2 separate regions of the Bombyx mori genome follow, and region 1 is linked to region 2. Evidence: chromatin contacts called from public Hi-C data. All regions are on one chromosome and are shown on one strand. Each heading gives the region's core, a stretch centred on a gene start, on an enhancer-like site or on the middle of the called end of the contact. The rest is flanking DNA. Distances are from core to core; before and after follow the strand shown.

Region 1 (3,053 bases), core at 280-2,779, 53 kb before region 2:
GTAATTAGTGCTACAGTTTTATGTTAAATTAGTTACAAGAAAAGTTATTTGAAAACAGCACAAACAAAACGCAGTCAATCGTAAGATTTAACTAACATTTTCCATTACTCGTGCAGGAAATAATCTCGCTTTATCGAAAACCTATTCGTTTGGTTTATGAAAAACGGCAATAAAAATGCGGAAAATTTATGTAGTTTATAAGTAGCATTTGTTTCAGCTAAAGCTGTTGTGCAATTGTAGGTTTCATGTTGGACCAAATTTTGTAAATCTATTTAATACTACAGAAAATACTTTTTGGTAGGGACAGGGCTTTTGACATCTCTTTTATCCATAGATGATAGTTACGACTGAATACCAGAACGCTACTCATCTGCATTACATCTTAAAAGTCAACTTAACATGTAAGAAGAACTTTATATAGCCACATAAAAGAACACTGGAATTCAGACTCGAATTAAAATTTCCTATTGAAACATACAGTCGTTTTTTTTTTAAATTAACTATAAGTTTATTTATTTGAATTACTGAAAAATACATAAGATGTTAAGAATAGCAATATCGCGTGTCCTTATCTACAGGATGTATTGTTTTAATTTGATTTTCTTTTTTCTGTTCGTTGTGAACGAAGTCTTACAGTTACAATGGGAGCGCGGTGCTACTGTAAACATTTTGCGGTGTTTATAAACTGTTACATTGCATGGGCTTTCATCTGATTGTTACGATTTTAGGAATTTTCCTTTTATGCAACTTTTAGTTTTGTTTGTTGTTTTAGTTTGGAGTTCTTAGTATTGATGGCGAAGTACCTAACGTTTAGTTCGCGATAAAATTATCAATAGATTTGTAATATTTACGAGAATCTAAAGTGGGGGAGTGCGTAAGGAATTGCAAAGTCAACTCTTTACACTCAACAAAGAGAATATTAATGTGATGTGAATATGTGTTTCTTAGATGGGGAAAAAAATATTAGAGAGAAGATTTAGTAGACTATTAAATCTCGTAAATAATACATCAGCCCACTGCTAGATATAGGCCTCCCTCAAGATTTGCTATAATGACCGGTCCTACGCAGCCAGCATTATGCAGTCTTTATGAACATAAATTACTTAACTTTTATTAATAATTATGCAATTTAAATATGCTAAAAAACGTTATTCCAGAGTGAAGTATTGGTAATCATTTGCCACATAAGATTTCACTATAGCGCGTGGCCAAAATGATCATTGATATCCACTCTGTGCATGAAAGCTGAGGTCCCGGGTGTTTTTGTTTATAAAGAGATGGCGAAATCATCCGAAAACAATTTAAGTTAAACAAAATCTCTTCGTATACCCAAATGTTCCAAACGAGCTCTTTTCTGAAGTCAAATGTTCGATTTAATTAATATTGATCCACATTACGTGAATATAAATAAAACAACCACATGAACAAATCGATTTAGAATAAAATAAAATAAAGAGTGCCCTTGCATTTCCTGTGGCGGCGGTATCAATGGCTGACAGGAAGAGCATATTGTTATATTGTGCAGACCGACATACATTTTATACAATAATACCTCTGTCCGATAGAATTATTGCTAATAAATGTTGCTCATTACTGTGTTACATTTAGAAATAAAACATGAAAAGTGTGTTAAGAAATTAATGGTTTCGAATAAATGGTGAAGCTAATTAGACAGCACGCTTAATGTCGATGAAGCTTGGTAATACTTGACCTAAGATTAGAAAAGCGGAATAGGAATTCTAGGGAACATCAACCAACAAATAAGGCCTACTTATTAATCTCAATTATTATTATGACTAGCTTTTGCCCGCGACTTCGTCCGCGTCCGCGGAATAGTTACTTTGGCATAGCCAGTGAGCCAACCTTAACATATAGACATATGCTGTCGCGAACTTCTTTTTAGATATTTTAAAGGGGAACAATTCTGTCATACACTATTTTAGCGAAACTTTAACCGTTTCCGCAGCGCACGCAGCGGCAGCTCTCAAAAGGGAAAAAAAACAGATTTTGAAACATTATTGGCGCTCTTATCTTAGCGTGATGTTATATAGCCTATAGCCTTCCTCAATAAATGAGCTATCTAACACTGAAAAAATTTTTCAAATCGGACTAGTAGTTCCTGAGATTAGCGCTTTCAAACAAACAATCTCTTCAGCTTTGTAATATTAGTATATATTATAAGTTGTTAAAAACCAGTAGTGAGATATAAAAGTAATCACAACATTCGTAATGTAAAAGGAATTGGAGTAATAAGAAAAATATTAAATTGTAATTTGCCTCTACAGGGTTACCTACACCGTGACGCAATCTCAACCTTTGTATCACGAAAACTTGATCATCATTAACGTGTTCACGTTTAATGACAGTGCATTTTGTGAGTTTGCATATCAAAAGTAATTTTCATGTTCCAATTCCTATCAGAAAATTGTCTTAGGCATAATTAAGGTTCCACCGTCCACTGACGTCGAATGACATACCGCAATGAGGGTAGTCCGCAATTATTGCGTTCATTCGGACCATAAAATTGGAAAGGAAAAAAGTGGCCACACCGGACCGCGTTAATTGAGCCTCTTGAGTTTTCATTGCCGGTTTCAATAAATAGCAGTTCAACACAGCGACCACGCACGATGTTCGTCACGTAATGACGCAGATGTTTAATGTAAAATAAACATTAACCGAATAACTTACTTGTAACATAAAGAAAAATGAAAAAGTCAGTATTATGTGACCGTTGAATGAATTATGTAGATTTTTATTAAATTCATTGACACGTCCATAGATATATGTGTGTTAAATATTATGATTAGAGTATTTAATTTTTCATACAGATTTAATAAAAACTCTTAAATAAAATGTTGTAACAAAATTACTACTATTCTATTGCAATCAACGCGCATTGTAACAAGATCCGTCGTATAGATTTCTAAATGAAAGTCGATCCCTGCAATTTCAATATGCACGGAAAGTTATAATTAGTAGGCTCTCGAGAATGTCATAGAATATCTAGATAATATATAATTTAAATAAACCCTCATTTGTGTACTTATTTGATT
Region 2 (2,842 bases), core at 66-2,565:
TTTTTTTATTGCAATAGATGCCTCGATACGCGCTCTGACTTATTAAAGTTTGCACATTTTAAAAGTAACCGAAGCCCATTACAACGTGAATTGAACTTTCGTATTGAGAGTTAAGGGGCAACGCTCAATTGTATTATATTTTAATTACTATTAATAATTAGGCTTACTATTAATAATTAGGCTTTTTTTGGATTTCGTATTTAATTTATTATTATGTTCGGCCGTCGTGAGAGCCGTTCGTGAATATTTACGCGCTAGGTACATACTACGTACTTTCTTAGAAAAATTAGTACGGACATGCTCGCCCCGTTCAGTACAATATAAGTCCGGCGTCTTTTCCTCTAGGCTAGAACAACTTTGCACTTTTTTTTTTATTGCCCTTGTAGGCAGCATACGGCCCACCTGATGATGAGTGGTCACCGTCGCCCAGGGACTTCAGCAATGCCAGGGGCAGAGCCAAGCCACTGCCTACCGCTTAATACTCTCCACAAGCCTCTTTTGAAGAAGAACATGTCATAGCGCTCGAGAAACACCGCGGAGGGTAGCTCATTCCATAGTCGGATGGTACGTGGCAAAAAAGACCTCTGGAAACGAACTGCACTTATGGTTTTGATCATTTAATTAACTTATTAAACTAAGATCTCAAACCATATTGAATTACAAACAGTTGTACGGAATAAACCCATTTGGTAATCTGAAAATAAACTATAAATGGATATGTCGCGGAGGTCATCATCAAGAATAGTAAGTACCTCCTGAAGGTAGAGTTTTCTTCGTTGTATCTCTTGACTGCTGACAGAAGTAACAGTAAGAAAGTACGTCTAGGTGTACATATTCAGGGAGAAATTTCGAAGTAAATTTAACAGTATAACAATTGAAAATACAGCACCATTGGAGTGCCAGGTCATTGATCTTACGTGCCATTATTATACGTTAACTACTTACCGATATGGCGTCATGGTATGCCGCTGACGTTTGTTCGCAACCGAATGAGAACAGTAATTATTGAATAAAAGGTTTTTTTTTCTTTTACACGAAACACTACACTTTCTTTTAAATGTGTTTTCACCTAATTTCCTTGTCGTGACGTCGATAAAGATCGCAATATAAATCGACATCCGTGAAATCAGAGCTTTCTTGACAGATGAAACTGTCAAAGCGATTTCGGCTCTATGATACATTGGTTTAAGATGATATTTGTTTAGTATGTTTTGTGTTTGCTGTTTTTGAATTCGACGCATGACCAGACATGTGGCTAGCCTTATTAACCTGGCACAGTTGTGACAAACAAAACTGTCGCATTATTTCGATGCAACGCACGTACGAATGGCCGATACTTCATTGTTTTGTACTGATCCGTGCGTTTCAAGGTCAAGCATGACCCGAAGACTTTAATAAAACATTAAACTCAGCGGATGGATCTATTGTACTTTATTAAAACAAAACATTAGGTATATTTTCCGGGATAAAGTATAATACTTTATTAAGACTAGCTGACCCAGCACACTTTATAGTGCCTCTATCGATAAATAAAAGACCTAAACTTTTGTATAAAATAAACTTAAAACAAACAAAAGTAATCGGTCCGACGGGGGACACATCAAAGGAAAAACAAAATGGTTATTTTTATTAAATTCCGAACATTTTCCTATTTATGTAGCTTTTAAACCTTCTCTGGACTTCCGCAAATAATTCAAGACCAAAATTAGCCAAATCGGTTCAGCCGTTCTCGAGTTTTAGCGAAACTAACGAACAGTAATTCATTTTTATATATGGAGAAGAAGATTGTCGAATGGCTTCCTTGTCTCGTGAAAGAGGGCGAAGTCAATAAACGTACTCGTATTAATCATTATTATTAATACAATGCACGCTATTCACTTTATCGTGGTCCATGATAACGCTTCAAACGTAAAGGGTGATTGTTAAAATTCTTCGTCTATTAAAATGATTATTTGAATTTCCTAATAAAAAAAGATTATTTTAAGATTTGTTTTTGAGTTCGTATTTTATGCGTTGACGCTTTATTTGCCCAATTAAGTGTTCTCTTCATTGAAGGTTTCTTGCCTTGGACAATAAACGCACGATGGTTGGCGGGCGAGTCGTTCCAACAAATAAGTTTTTTTCTATAATTTTTTTTCAAGGCTATTTCAGCTTAACCTTAGCTAGTAGGTGAGCTCACGGGGCTCAAACCGGAGTGATGTTAACACTGGCTCTAGCAAGAGCAGTGCTTCGCAGAATCTACCACCGGACCGGAAACGCGACCCACTGAGAAGATCCGGCGAGAAACTCAGTGCGCTGTGTCTATGGGTTAATTCGCTCGTCGAACCCTTCGTCGCAAGTGACGGATTCGACGAGGACGGTGACCGGATTTTCTGTTACTATGTACCTACTACACAGTTCTCTATACAGTTTCAAACTGAACTGAGAATATGTGTCGGCTAGTTTTAAAAGATACCATTGAAAGAACTATTAGAAGGAGATTTCATAATCTTACTCATCCTAATATAATAAGTAAAACAATTGTGTAACAAAAAGTAAGATGTCACAATTCACACCGACATAACACATAAGTAATATTCCGTCAAGGTTTATACAACACTAAAAATTTTGACTTTGATGAAGCCTACGCTTCGAGTGGCTTTTGTCAAGTGACCACTAAATACATCTAACAAGTTAACTAGAAATGCCGCATTTGTAGGCAACGGCTTGGCTCTGCCCCTGGCATTGCTGAAGCCCGTGGGCGACGATAACCACTCAACAGGTGGGCCGTATGCTCGTCTGCTTACGAGGGCAATAAAAAATAATAACAATAAGAAGCAACTACAAATTAGATTGAAAATAG

What was found. Hi-C and Micro-C count contacts between places; a contact is called where the count stands out from the background.
Region 1: a contact with region 2 is called in a Hi-C map of middle silk gland, with 2.1 times the contacts expected there. The contact joins two enhancer-like sites. A contact is called at or near these places in 3 of 7 Hi-C or Micro-C datasets (middle silk gland, posterior silk gland and whole pupa).

Annotation. Positions count from the first base shown.
Region 1 is chr17:11,098,372-11,101,424 of ASM3026992v2, reverse strand. The region is part of intron 1 of LOC101743856 (extracellular serine/threonine protein CG31145); the gene reads left to right. Among protein-coding and RNA genes, the nearest start is that of LOC101743856, 9.0 kb to the left of the region's middle. Within about 2 kb of position 1,529, at least 3 of the 8 cell types and tissues checked have open chromatin away from gene starts, as enhancers often do.
Region 2 is chr17:11,044,899-11,047,740 of ASM3026992v2, reverse strand. The region is part of intron 1 of LOC101743856 (extracellular serine/threonine protein CG31145); the gene reads left to right. Among protein-coding and RNA genes, the nearest start is that of LOC101743856, 63 kb to the left of the region's middle. Within about 2 kb of position 1,315, at least 7 of the 8 cell types and tissues checked have open chromatin away from gene starts, as enhancers often do.